2 separate regions of the Mus musculus genome follow, and region 1 is linked to region 2. Evidence: chromatin contacts called from public Hi-C data. All regions are on one chromosome and are shown on one strand. Each heading gives the region's core, a stretch centred on a gene start, on an enhancer-like site or on the middle of the called end of the contact. The rest is flanking DNA. Distances are from core to core; before and after follow the strand shown.

Region 1 (7,247 bases), core at 3,584-6,083, 430 kb before region 2:
GCCAGATTGGTGATTTAGGTTCCAAGATAATGTCTTGAATGACGTGTTCTCACATAGCAGGAGGTGGAAGGGCAGGGAGAGCAAGACAGACTCATAACTTAATTACCTAAGAACAACCTCATTCCTGCCTCAGTGGGAATTAGGGTTGAACAAATAGATTTTAAAAGGGACACAAGCATTCACATCAAAGAAACCATTCTTACTCCCTCTTCTATGGGCCTCAACTCTCCGGCAAGGGTCTATCATTGACAAAAGCCAGATGGAAGTGAGAACAGAGGACCCTCACAGGACAGAGTAAACAGCTCCCAGAGCCCAGGGAGCTCCACCAGGTCTCCTCTTTGCCACACTTTTAACCTCTCAGAGAAATTCTGAGAAAACCCCTATGTGTCAACTGAGGAACTATTTCCTTTCCAACTAGAGTCCAGTCACGTCTTGTATAGACAAGGAGGCTGAGTTGTGCATGGCACAGTCACATGGTCAAACTCTCACACTGGAGTGTGATGTCTTGACTATAGTTTACTCCACTACCTGACTTTGCCTTAAATCCTTCCAGGCCTCCTCCTGTCGTTATTTGTCCTCAAAGTCCACTCTCTCAGATCCTCTGTTCCCTACAGAAGGAAAAACAGAGATACAGATTTCCTCTTCGAGTAGATGTAAGTCACCATCACTGAGTGATTCACAGGAGTCGGGGCAGCTTCCTCGGTTCCTACAGATATAACAGGGCACACGTTCCACAGAAGTCACAATGTGCCAGCTATTGTTTGTGTATGATCTATTTGTCTTCCTCCAAAGGTTTATTCACTAATATCTCAGTCCCCAGTGTAGTACTAGTCAGAGGGAGTGGGGTCATTATGCTATGTGGCTCAGTAAGAGGAGCTCAGGTCACCATACAAGTGAGGCAGTCCTGGCAGTTGTCATGAGACTGTTCGAAGGAACACAGCTGCTCTATTGCCTTTGCTCCTGGTTTGATGCAATGGCTTGCTCCCACCTGTCCTTGACATTGCTATCTGTGTCATGAGGCAGTGAAGACAGGTGTCAGCCACAGCATGAGAACTTGCACAATGCCGCTTGTAGTTCAAACTCCAAATCCATGAGCAAATGAACCCCAACTTCTGAAGTAGCCTGTGTCAGGTATTCAGTTTGCTGCTACAAATCTGACCAGCATGAGCCTAAATATTACTCTTTGATCCAGCTGGGGGCGTCTGACAAACTGGTGCACCAAGATTGATCAATATGATTCATTTAAATGTGCCCAGGGGTGCTCTGTGGCAATTTGAATGGGTGCTAAGGATGGCAAAATGTTGGTTTCATTAGGACGGGTCACAGCTCAGGCTGCCCAAGGGGAAAGAAAGGACCTTTAGGTTGAAGGCTGGCTTTAGGGGAAACCAAGGAGTGCATGACTTCTGTGGGTGACTCTATGCTCATCTCCTTCCAACTTCCCCTTCTTCCCTTTCAGTCCATCCCTCCTTTTCCCCTCACACTTTAGCCTGCCCTTGGCCCTCTGCTCAGTCAAGATCTGCCTGTCTTTAGGGTTTTCCTTTCAGTGAGATTTCAGCAGGGGATCTGCTAAAGAGAGGTGTTCAGGTCTGCCCCCTGCCCCAGCATAGCAGTAGCCATTTTGTTCCATGTGGCTGTAATATGCCTGCTAGTCATTGACACAGAAAAATAACTTGATTCAGAACAGGGTCATCCTGACCACATACCCTGTTAAGTTGGGTATGTTCTAAGGTTTGTTAATCTTAAGAAATCCCACAAAGCTTTACGTAAGACCCATCAAATTTAAGGTCAATATGAACTGTTTTGTCTAAAATGGCTTGAGTCAGAGCCGACCACCAGGCAGCACTTCCTACACCTGCATTTGAGCTCACTGTGACTTTTATGTTTTTTTTTTTTTTTTCCTTTATAAGCTGACAGAGAAAGATGTTCAATGTTGTGGCTCAGCCTCTGTGTGAGCTATGGTCCTGATCAATGAGTCTTAGGGTGAGCATTCAATAAACCATCCCTGTCTGACTGAGGTGGGTGTTCATGTGATGCGTGGGGCCACTCATGGAGGTGTAGCTAACTGTTCACCTTTGCTTAGTGTATAGTCCTAAATGTTCTCCTTCATTATCATTTCTAGCTACTCTTTCCACACTGACCCCATCCCAGTCTGGTCAGTTGATCTTAGATGGAATATTCATACGTCACGCTCAGCCAGGATTAGAAGCAGCATAGAGAGGCCCCACGGATAGAGAGGTATTGCCTTTCTATTGAGATGCCCTGGAAGGAAATTTACAGCATCTTCTAAAACCATTAAAAGCCGCTCATCGGCTTCCCTATCACCTCTACACAAAACGACTAGGTGGAATTCAAGGCCAGTTAACCACATCTGGCTCTCAAAGTATGTCATGTTATCAGGGATTTGCCCACAGAGCTGTCGGAGTCATTCACCATCAAGGGCTTCCCAGGCCACACTTACTCTGAGTACCACCCTACACCAGTTCAACGTTCTCTCATTTATGAGAACCGGTGTTCTTGGTAACACCATTAATTACCCTCTTGTGTTATGGCTTTTGCAAACTGTCCTCCACTCTTTTAGACCTATAAAGTTTGAAAATCCACTTTCCACACTCAATCCCATCCTACCCTGTTTCCTTCACCCCTACTAGGACATTCTTCACTTGGAATCACTTTCTACACAATGTTCATGATGATATACCATGCAGCTTAACCAAGACCCAACCAAGAAGAAACACTCAGAAGCTTCACGGATGGCAGGCATTAAACACATGTAGACTATGACTCTCCATTGGGACTTAATAAATAATTATTGCTTCTGCATCTAAATGCTGCTGAGCAGTGATTTGCAATAACACAGACAAGCAGAGATACTTTAAAACAGCATAGCATGAAAAGGTAGAAATTAGTCATCAAGGAAATGCAAATTAAACCCACAATGAGATAGTGTTATACACACCCACTTGGATAGCTAGAATTTAAAAGACTGATACTTCAAATATTGGCAAGAATGTGGAGCAACTGTGGGTGTGTAAGAGGTACAAGCAGTTTGGAAAGTGATTTGGCAGAATCGGTAAAGGAGAGATTGTGCTGATCCCCCAGCCAGTGTTTCCACTCTTAGCCGTGTACCAGGAAAGTGCAAGTACATGTGAGCCAGAGGCGTGCACAGGATGCTCCCAAAGACATTCTCTGTCACAGTGCCTTCCCCAAGGATGAAAAGTCACACAGATGTCCCCTCAAATGGCCCAAGAAGCCAAAGCATATTCATATAGGAAAGCAGTATGCAGGGATAGACATGAACCAACCAGAGCTACAGGAAGCATATGGAGTCTGCAAAAACAATATTGAGAGACAAAGACAGAGCTGAAAGTCTAAGTCCCATATGATTTCACCTCATGAAATTGAACAGGTAGAGGTAAACTAAAGTGATTTGGCGGGGTGGGGTTGGGGACGGTGACACGGGACGGTGGTTGGCAATAGATCCAACTGGGATCGCAGTTGGTCAGCATGGTTTTTAACTTGGTTGCAGAGTGTCCCCAGTGATACTGTTGAGTAAACTGTAGTTTTGGTATTTTACTTTTTTTAACATATATGTTGTACAGTAGTCCCCCTGCCTCACCCAAGATTTTGTTTCCTAACTTTTCAGTTGCCCATGGTCCATAGTAGTATGAAAATATTAGTGGGGATCCTAGAAATGAGTCACTATGAGTTTTAAATGTTGAGCCACTCTGAACAGCACAGTGAAATCTTAGGCTGGTCTGCTGGTTACCACCAAGAACAGGAAGCATTTGTTTGTTCAGCACCATGTGTGCTGCCTGCCCATTAGCCCCTAGAGCTGTCTTAGAATCTGGACTGTCTCACTATCACAGCCTTGTTCAAGCACCATTCATTTTACTTAATAATCCCCAATGTATAAACATAGTGATGGTGGTAGTAAAATTACAGAATATACTGAAATTATTTTTATTAGATTATTGTTGTCTATTTCTCAATTTGCCTAATTTATGAGCTAGACTTCATCATGGGTATACATATATTGAGAGAAACCCATAGTATGTATAGGGTTTGATATTGGGCTCATATACCCAGGCATTCTGTGGCAAGGTTTTGGAATACGTTCTCTGTCAGGGAACAGCACACTACTGCATTTCAAAATTATCTTATTTTCTAAAGATGTTTTTGCTGTTTTTATGTGTATGGGTGTTTTACTTGCTTGCTTGTCTGCGGACCACATGCATGTAGTGCTTACAGAAGCCAGAAGAGAGCGTCAAATCGCTCAGAACGTGAGTTATAGAAGGTCGTGAGCAGCCATGTGTGTGCTAGAACTTGAACCTGGGTCCCCCGGAAGAGCAGTTGGTGCTCTTGACCACTAAGCCACATCTGCAGCCCCTGCATTTCTACTGTAGAATGTTACAGTAGCAGAGCTGGTGGGACTAACCCAGCTCCGTACAGCCTGCCGCACCTCCATCCTTTGTTTCACCTGCTTTCCTTCAATGGTCTCCCTCATTCTTCACAGTCTTGGGTCATGTCTTCTTGTCCACAGTCCTCAGAGCTCTCTAGCCCCATCCAGTGCAGATTTCTACACTTTTCTTTCCAATATTCTTTCTTAAGAATAACCATTGAATCTCCTGTAAGTTTTTGGCAGATGATCTTGCTAAAAAAATCCAACACTGCATAAGCAAAATCTTTGGGTGACTTTAAGGCTTGGAGCCATGGTCTAGCCTATGGGGTAGAGGTTTCAAGAATGACACCCTACGAATAACACAGAGTAGCTAGCCAGACCATGTCTCTGCTGGGGTAAAAAGAGAAAGTGAAAGATTGTGTGTGCTTTGGCTTTGCCAGGACAGAGGCTGAGAGACATCACGTGATGATGAACCGGGTCACTTTTACAGGTGGAAGGAGAAGCGGAAGCTGGCTTTTGTAACTGATTTTGTAGCCATGTTCTGCCCTGTTTTGGACACTTCCTTGGCATAAGTATTAGGGTGTGGTGATGACTAAGCAGATGAGAACGGAATTAAAACATGGAAGTATTATTCATATGGTGGACTCCCTTGGCCTTTAAAACCCAGAGCTGCTGTGGGGTGTGCCTCTCCTCACTATCCTGTTCATCCCTCTCTGGGCAGCTGGGCTCATGACCCACCCTTCCTCCAGTGTCTGTCTTATTCAGTTGCTTTGGGCATTAAAAAGAGCTCAGCAAGGCAACCAAAGATGTGTGTTCCTTGCTACTCCTGCTTTCTGATACATGGGAAATATTTATTTAAGTATTTTGGAGATATTTAAGGTGGCACCCAACGAAATATGAAGCTAAACATAATTGCAATATATTGTTCTTGTGAACAGAGCGAGTGGTGGGAAACGGGGCCCCTCCCATTTCCCAACATGTACCCCGTGGCTATGCAGAGAAGTGTGCAAATCTGAAAAGAAACCATAAACCAAAATGAGGCGGGGGAAGAAAGCTTGCCGTCATTTTATGTGCTCCTTTAATTTGTGTTTCTGAACTTCCTCTGTGGGCCAAGCATTTTATTACTGCAGGGGACTCAAGACAAACCACAGTTCAACTTCCTCTGGGGCAGTCATTGTTTATCACATTTACCAGCATATTTTCTGTTGCCTGGGATCTCATCTGGCAATGCAAACTGATGGACAGGCTCACGGTTCTATACTGAACATTCCCTAGTGAGGTCTTTTGGTTGCATGCACCAACAGGAGCTTCTTTGTAGGATTCAGGAGCACCTTCCTTGGTTCCTCCCCTCCTCTCCTCTCCTCTCCTCTCCTCTCCTCTCCTCTCCTCTCCTCTCCTCTCCTCTCCTCTCCTCTCCTCTCCTCTCCTCTCCTCTCCTCTCCTCTCCTCTCCTCTCCTCTCCTCTCCTCTCCTCTCCTCTCCTCTCCTCTCCTCTCCTCTCCTCTCCTCTCCTCTCCTCTCCTCTCCTCTCTTCTCTTCTCTTCTCTTCTCTTCTCTTCTCTTCTCTGGCAGGGTTTCTCTGTATGTAGCTCTGGCTGTCCTGGAACTCACAGAGATCCTCCCGCCTCTGTCTCTGCCTCCGGAGTGCTGGAGGAGTGCCTTTTAGAGAAGTTTGAATAATGCATTGGCTAAGAGTAAAAAGGAAGAATGTTTAATGGAAGTTCACTTAGGAAGAATTAACAACCAGCAATGTACAGTCTGATTTTGCCTAATCTTAAAAAAAATAATTTGTACTTCCTCTTATTTGATTATACAACTTAACATTGTGACCTGGAGAGATGGCTCAGTGGTTAAGAATGCACACTGCTCTTGCAGAGGACCTGAGTTCTATTTCCCACACCCACAGGCTGCCCACAGCAACCTTTAACTCCAGCTTCAGGGCCATTCAGTGCCCCCATGGGCACCTGCACACACATGCCCATATCCACACACAGACACATACATGCATGTATACACATAATTAAAAATAAAATAAATCTTTTATGAGACATCTTTTAGAACACTTAGTAAAATGAAAACGTATGAAGAAACAAAGGTTGTGATTTCTCCATGTTTGTGCAATGCTGGTTTGTCTTCTTGTGAAACTGTGACATTGTCACAGTTATTATAACTGTTATTATAAAGCTTCATACCTTTCTAGTGTGATGAAGAAAATGTCTTTTTACTAGATCACAAAATATTTCCAAAGAGACAACTTACAAAAGAGACATGATAGTCCTCCTTCAACAATAATTCTTTTGGGAGACACTGGCTAATATCATATCTTAGGAGATAACAAGGGTATTTTCATTTTCAGTTACTTGAGAGGAGTGAGTCATTTGAATTCTCAGACGTATCTTTATGGCTTATCAATAAGTATGACAGAGGTGAACTCCTTTCCTAAAAGACAAGAGAAAGTAATTTCTTCCCTTTCAAATTCCTATGATGACAGTTTAACTTAAGAGTGCTTACTGCCCTGGGATTTAACCCAGGGCTTTACGTGTGCCAGACAAATGCTCTGCCGCTGAGTTGCACCCTAGCACTGGTCTTTTCTTTTCCATTTAAGATTTGGAGTTTGCTCTCTTCTTCTTCCCTGGGATATTATTTCTAGGAATATGTATAAGGAACATTGAAGAGTAAATTCTCTTTGCAAAATGAGATCCATCTAGCTTACCCATCTGAAGAGACAGAACAACTCAGGTTTTCCTTCTACACACCCATGACACAGATCATCCCCCATGATCCCAAAATGTGTGAGGACTTCTCCCCGCCAGCAAGCCAGCAAGCAGCTGTGTGACAAATACAAGAT
Region 2 (7,162 bases), core at 360-2,859:
CCACTTGCCTCTGCCTCCAAAATGCTGGGATTAAAGGCGCGCGCCACCACTGCCTGACCAGTTATTTTATTTCTATTTGATCTCTTAAAAAATGACTTGGTTTAAAAAGAGAAAAATAATTGAGTTATGGTTTTATGAATAGTACTCTAAGACCTTTAAGATTGTCTTAGGTTGCGGCATGGTTCCAGATGCCTGTCAGTAGGTTCGGCAGAGCAGCCTGGTTTCTTTTTCCACAGAGGGATAAGCTATGTGGCACCAGAAGGCATCATTCCTGTACCCTGTCCCTGTAGTGTAGAGGGTTTCCTGAGAGTGCTCTTGGCAGGGCAGGACTTCTGAATGCAGTGTCGTAAGCCTGGGTGGAGCCTCTGCTGGGGTGGGTTTAGTAACCCTTGCATCTTACACATTTAACCCACTATGTGGAAAGAGCCATCCTGAGAAAGCTAGTAATATTGACTGGAGCCTTTTTGTTCATACACTTTTCTAAAATAGAAAAGCATTATAAAACATTAACTTATTTTAATTTTGTAGACTTTTGAGGACTTGTTCCTTGAACATAGAATTAGTCCAAAGTAAAATTATAATGGAGTCTACTAAGAGATCCCAATAGCTGGGGTCTGTTAATATTACTGTCAGTAGCTCTTGAAAATAGTTTGGAAGTTAGGCTTTTAGCTTAGATGAAATAGTGGAGACTCAGAACGTACCTCAGTAGGAGAGATGCGCAGTCCATGTGCTCCGTTTAGGAAGGCTACTCACAGGTCGGAATTAGTGCAGCTCAGCTCAGCTCAGCTACAGTTTGGTTTTAGATGTTGTGTCTTGAAGAGAGAAAAAAAAATTTCAGCTTACCTCTTTAAAGATTAACAACAGACAATGTTACTGAGTGAATGATAATTTAAAAACAGGTGACATGTCCTGTGGCCTGTTAGGATGGGATTTCTGCTGCTCCAGAGTCCTGGAGGGTCCAGGAATAAATCCCACTACAAATATGTCTTCTGTAGAATCGAGTACTTGCTGAATGAGTGAGCACATTGATTTGTTAGCATTGTAATGATGCTGTTAGACATGGTTTTTTGTTTGCTCCCATTTAGTGTAATAAAGTCAACAGAATAGTTACTGGCAAAGCTCACCTCCTCATCTCTCACCTCTTTTGCTTTGTTCCAGCTGTAGCACTTCCGGAGGTTGTGGGTTGGAACACATGGTGAAGAGGAGGAATAGTAATCACAGCTAGGAAAATGGTAGCAATTACTAAACAACCCAGACATCATGTCTCCTGATGGTGGCTCGGTTGTTGGTGCTGGGAACTGAACCAGGTACCCCAATAGCACGAGGGGCGGGGCCGGGGAGCAGGATGAGCTCTCGGTCACCGAATGCTTTATGAGGTTTAAGCTTGCTCTGGGCAGGATGTAAAAGGACAAGCTCTTTGTACTTGGTGTGACATTTTAAATGTCGTAATGAAGGTCTTTGGCATCCTAGTAGTCAGCAAATAAACACTGAATCTATAGTTGCTAGTTACCTTTATTGTGAATGGAGAAATAAGGAAGAGAGAAAATCATGACTGGTATCATGGCCATCATGTTGTGGCCTGTGTTGTACCAGTGCTGAGTAAGAAGCCTTGCTGAGAAGTGACAGGATGGCATGTTGTCTCTACTCTGTACAAGGGCATGCCATGTGGACAGTGTACGTTTGTGCACGTGTGTCCTTTACTTTTCTTTCTTATTTAGAGCACACAAAGAAACCTTGACAAATAGCGAGGAGGGGAATTTGATGGCAAGGCGCAGAGCAGGTTACCCCTTGTTTATTCTAGGCTGTGTCCCGAGGTCTGATCAGTACAGGGGCTGCTGTCCTCTTCCCTTCCTTCCCCGCCATGGCTCCTAGCCACGTGCATTGATGAGTGTACTTTCCTCTCTCGAGCCTCACCCTGACACTGCTTTCTTAGTTTCTCTACAGGATAGACTGGTTTTTTTGTTTTTTGTTTTTTCCCCTGAGTGATAGAATGAGTCAGAAGTGGCTGAGTGCTTATTTATATTTAGTATTTATTAGTATTTTAATGGAAATTAATGGGATTTCACAAACCATATGAAATACAATTTTGTGTGTATGTTTTTAAAGTTTAGTTTATAATTTTGTGTGATATATAATAATCTTTACCAAGCCTGGGGCTGCTTAGATTTTGTGCTACCTTTTTTTTTTTTTTTAAGAAGTTATATATTTCCTCCTCTTGTTTTTGTTTTGTTGTTTTGAGGCAGGGTTTCTCTGTGTAGCTCTGGCTGTCCTAGAACCTACTTTTGTAGACCAGGCTGACGTCAGACTCAGAGCTTGAGATACATTTTGGGTTTTAATATTGATGTAAGGATTTGATTTCATTTTTGCATATGTCTATTCAGTTGTTTCTGTTTTGAATCTGTATAAATAGAAACCCTCAAAAAAATTTTTCCATGCTTGGTTACAGGAAGCCAAATCAGATGGCTGGGAAATGTTTGATGTTCACGTGCTGGGGTCACATACATGGTACAGCATCCTTTGAGATTTTGATTACGCCTCTACTACTAGATTGTATGGCTTGCCCCTTTTGCTTGTATTTTGGCTGTGAGCTGTGTGTGAGAGGTTTAGGTGAATTAAGAAGCAGGAGTGAGAGAGCTTCCTCTCAGACATTTAGATAGAAAGCAGTGAGCTTCATTTGCTTGGACAGATAACGCTGGGAGCATTTTAAAAGTTATGTTTGAAAACAGAGAGACCTAAGGATGTGGAGCACTGCTTAAGCACTGGGCTTTTGGGCTGCAGTGTCTTGAAGATCTGAGAGGTAGAAAATGTCCTGCGCTGTGGTCTTCCCTGCAGGGATTCTTGAGCATAATGCAGTGGAGACACTCAGAAATAATGTGCAGTGGTAAGTGAAGTAATATGTGGGGGAATTAGAGAGAGCGGCGAGGAAAAGGAAGCTGTGCCCTGGTGGGAAGGCCTGTGCTTGGCGTGACAGGGGCCCTGGCTCAGTCCCCAGAACCAAGGTGAATTAAGAAAAGAGACATGATACTCCCCTTCCTCACAGTTCCATGTGTGTCCTCTTCCATGTTACACACGTGCTTCATGTATCTGGTCTCTGCAGTCCAAGGTTTGGGGGTCTCCGTCTATCCATTTCACCTGTTGATGGATGTTAAGGGCTATTTCTTGTTTGTGGCTGTGGGATTATGAATAGTGTTGATATGAGCAGTTGTATGAATGCATTTGGTAAATGAACCTCTGTACATTTTTATTGATTCTAGGTTTATAAGCAGCTGGGGGAAGTGTTGAGGACAGGTGTTATAAAGGGGGTGAACATGAGAATGTAGCCAGAGTCACAGGACCCATCCTCTGAGGTACCATTTCCCACTGAGTATCATCGTTACGAGGTCCTCAAGGGTGTGCATGCTAACATTACCTTTCAGATTTGTTTTCCATAGCAAAATCATTACTCAGGTGAATCCTCTTAGAAGCTCACTTTGTAAATCATGTAAGAAAGAGCCTACTTTTGAGGCCTGGGGGATGAGTCAGTCTTGTGACGTAGTTAGACTTTTTAAACTGTTTACTTTTAAAGTTGTGCTTGCTTTTAAAATTATCCTGAACCAGCATAAAAGTGTAGTTTGGCCATGTAATTTCTGGTTAAAAAAAAAGTAGGCATTTATCTGAGCTGCCCTTCCTTCTGTGGGCAATGATATGCTTTGTTTCCTACACTATTATATTTGTTACCAGTCTACACTTTGATTTTGTCTGATTTCTGATGTTGGGAAGGTTGGTCACATCATGGACTATAAACCATTTCAAACCTAAATCTGTTTGGCAGAGTTCTTCTGTTCTAAAAACCCTTCACCTGTATCCCATGGTTCTTAGGATAAAGGTAATCTGTGACCTGGGCTGTGAGCACCTGCGCTCTTAGACTCAACCTGTGATTATATGTGTGGGATTTGCAGTTTCTAAATTAAGAACTTTGTGGTAAGACTGTGGATATACTGTATTCTTTGTCACAGGCATAGATTAAATTATAGTTACAACTACTTTATATCAACTCTTGTAAATTATCAAGTGTACAAATCTTAGGTTTTTGTCTCATGTAGTTTAATGTTAAATTTTTACATTTATTTTAATGTGAAATAGAAATTTTAATAAATCTGAATGCTTTTCCATTATTCTCCTCAAAAGCAACATTAAACCAAATGTTTCCCCATAGTGTCAATGTTTCAGATACCATCTGTTGCTTTTTGGTCACATAGTTCACACAGTACTAACGGTTACCTTGTCATTTTGTTTACATTTAATTGAAGTAAAATACAGGCTATATCACACTTAATGGTATTCTAAATCCTATTTGTTTTTTCAAAAGAAAATTTCCTATCCCCACCAGAAATGGAACAAGTGGGTCTCACCCTAAGACACAGTGTTATGTCCTATCTAGACTTTCCTGCATGAGAGAGCACGGCCCAAGCCCCGAGCTTGCTGTCAGTGAGGCTCAATGGCAAGGCTCCCTGAGTGAGACTTATGTAGAGATGCCATAAAACTCTGAGAATGCACTTCATCTCCTTTTCTCTCAGAACCTTCTCTCTGTTCTTCACTCACTCAAAGGTACCCTGTGTTTGCGTGTGCATGGTGTGCGCATGTGGTGCTGATGTGCCATGGTGAACATATGGTTGTCTGCAGACAGCTTTGTGCGCTCTGCTCTCCTCTTCCACCTTTGGGTATGTTCTGGGGTCAAACTGAGGTCGTTAGACCTGCACAGCAAGCACTCCCCTGACAGCCATCTTTCTGGCTCATTTTTGTCCTTGAGACGGAGGTCTTTCTGTATAAGCAAGGTTAGCCTGGAACGTGAGATCCTCTTGTCTCAGGCTGTGATAGCATGCCCAGTAGTAGGAGTCTTCTCTTACTTGCTAAGTTTTCTGACTTAACCAGGAGCAGTTCTGAACACACTGTGCTCAGTAGCTGTCATAGTACAAACGGCGACAGAGAAGCCACTACTGTAGTGACCATCCTTCATTTAGACTGATGTTGCAGCAGATTCTTATATAGCATGGGGCTGCAAAAAATCATGATTGGCTTTGCATAGATTATATTTATTGTCTGTCCATCCAATATGTACGTGCTTTGAACTGGGCACTAAAAGATTTGGAAATCTGTGTACCCAAAGGCAGCACAGATTGTAGACTACCCACAGATGCATACGATTTATATAGAAGATGATGTTGGTGAGTGCGTGTCTGTGTCCATTGGTTTTTCCCTTGGGCACTCAGTGCTGAGCACTGTATCATGGGGGATACCGCACTGGGTGGCCCTGGGCACTCTTTAAAAGTATTTCATGGAACTAACAATTCCATTTCTTCTTTCAAAAACCGTTTTTTAGCATTTTATTTTTTGATTATCTTTATGTGTATGGGTGTTTTGCCTACAGGTATATCTGAGTTCCACATGTGAGCAGTGCCCTCCAGAGGTCAGGAGAGAGTGTTAGGTCCTCTGGAACTGCAGTTGCAGTTGGCTGTTAGCTGCCAGATGAGTGAGTGCTAGGAACTGAACCTGGGTCCTCTGGAAAAGCAGCCAGTGCTCTTAACTACTGAGCTGTTTCTCCAGCCATAAAAATGACATTTCTGGGCAAAGTATTTTAAAAGATTAGAGGTATGTATGGCAAAAGGATGTAAACACCTGCTTCTTCAGGCCACAGCTGCTGATCTTTGGAAATACTGGCTGAGCTCTCGGGCTCTTCTGCCCCTTCGCTTTATCTTTGTGAGTTTGTGTGTGCGCGCATGCATGTGTGTATGTAGTATATATTTATTTTACTTTTTTGAAACGGGATCTCTCTCTCTCTCTCTCTCTCTTTTTTTTTTTTTTTGGTTTTCCGAGACAGGGTTTCTCTGTGTAACCTTGGCTGTCCCAGAACTCACTCTGTAGACCAGGATGGCCTTGAACTCAGAAATCCGCCTGCCTCTGCTTCTCAAGTTCTGGGATTAAAGCTGTGCGACTAAATTATTCTCATTCCAAGGGTAGATTTCCAGATTGTTGTAACCTTTCAGGCATGCTTACCCTAGCAATCACTGCCGAGAAGCGTAGTCTAAGATCTGAGGCTTTCCTGTCAGTTAGATCCATAACCACATGTGTGGGTTAGCAGGAGCATCGTTGCTAGAAGTAAAACAGTCTCATTGTTACATCTGGAGTTTATTTCCTCACTTTATGCATTTTGTCTTATATTTATAAAGAATATTCAGTAACCTAGTTTTTATAATGTTATTTAGTCTTTTAAAATATTTATTATTTCTTTGGGGTAGCAGATGCTTCAGTGATTAACAGCAAGTATTGTGCTTGCAGAGGATCTGGGTTTGGTTCCCAACACTCATGATAACCACTTCTATGTCTTCACAGTATGTGATGCCTCTGGCCTCCGCTGACACCTGCAGTCACTCACATGAACATACCTACACACACAGGCATACATACACACACACACACAGGCACACACACACGATTAGAAAATAAAATAAAAGCCGGGCGTGGTGGCGCACACCTTTAATCCCAGCACTTGGGAGGCAGAGGCAGGTGGATTTCTGAGTTCGAGGTCAGCCTGGTCTACAAAGAGAGTTCCAGGACAGCCAGGGCTATACAGAGAAACCCTGTCTCGAAAAACCAAAAAAAAAAAAAAAAAAAAAAAGAAAATAAAATAAATATTAAAAAGGAAATTCCTTCTTTAAAATATTTATCTTACGGATTTTGAGGCAGTTGTGAATTGTCTGATGTGGAACGAATGGGCCCTCTGGAAAAGCTCCCTTAACACAGAGCCATCTCTCTAGCCCCATGCAGTGTGATTTTTGAAAGGCTGTGTTCTAGTGAGTGTGTATGAGTAAATTTTCTGTCATCTTTTCGTGTATTGAGTGTTGGCTTAGGAGTGGAATTACTGCAGTGCTAGTTTGTAATACTAAAGTGTTCTTCAGAAGAGTACACTGCTCATTATCTTTGGCAGTGTACAGCGGGATCCTGCATACCCTCATTGGAGATTTCTAGAACTTTGGTTTTGGGTTGAATAGTGACATTAGTGAATACACTAAATGGTATAGACTCTCTGCCATGTACCTCTTTGCTCTAGAGAGACTCTCTGTACATAAAGTGTAGTCAGTATAATGAACTTCAGTAACAGACTTGTAGATTCTTGCATCGAGTC

What was found. A called contact is a pair of places that touch in the nucleus more often than the background predicts.
Region 1: a contact with region 2 is called in a Hi-C map of regulatory T cells, with 5 times the contacts expected there. The contact joins two enhancer-like sites. A contact is called at or near these places in 1 of 484 Hi-C or Micro-C datasets (regulatory T cells), 2 of 115 datasets of contacts at active chromatin or transcription factors (effector CD8 T cells and memory CD8 T cells) and 1 of 9 other capture datasets (pancreatic islet).

Annotation. Positions count from the first base shown.
Region 1 is chr5:24,037,312-24,044,558 of GRCm38.p6, reverse strand. No RefSeq gene overlaps it. Among named protein-coding and RNA genes, the nearest start is that of Fam126a, 10 kb to the right of the region's middle. Within about 2 kb of position 4,833, at least 144 of the 459 cell types and tissues checked have an H3K27ac peak or open chromatin away from gene starts, as enhancers often do. A contact at or near this core is called in regulatory T cells, where this site is marked.
Region 2 is chr5:23,606,193-23,613,354 of GRCm38.p6, reverse strand. All of the region lies in intron 2 of Srpk2 (serine/arginine-rich protein specific kinase 2), which reads left to right. Among named protein-coding and RNA genes, the nearest start is that of Srpk2, 66 kb to the left of the region's middle. Within about 2 kb of position 1,609, at least 18 of the 459 cell types and tissues checked have an H3K27ac peak or open chromatin away from gene starts, as enhancers often do. A contact at or near this core is called in regulatory T cells, where this site is marked.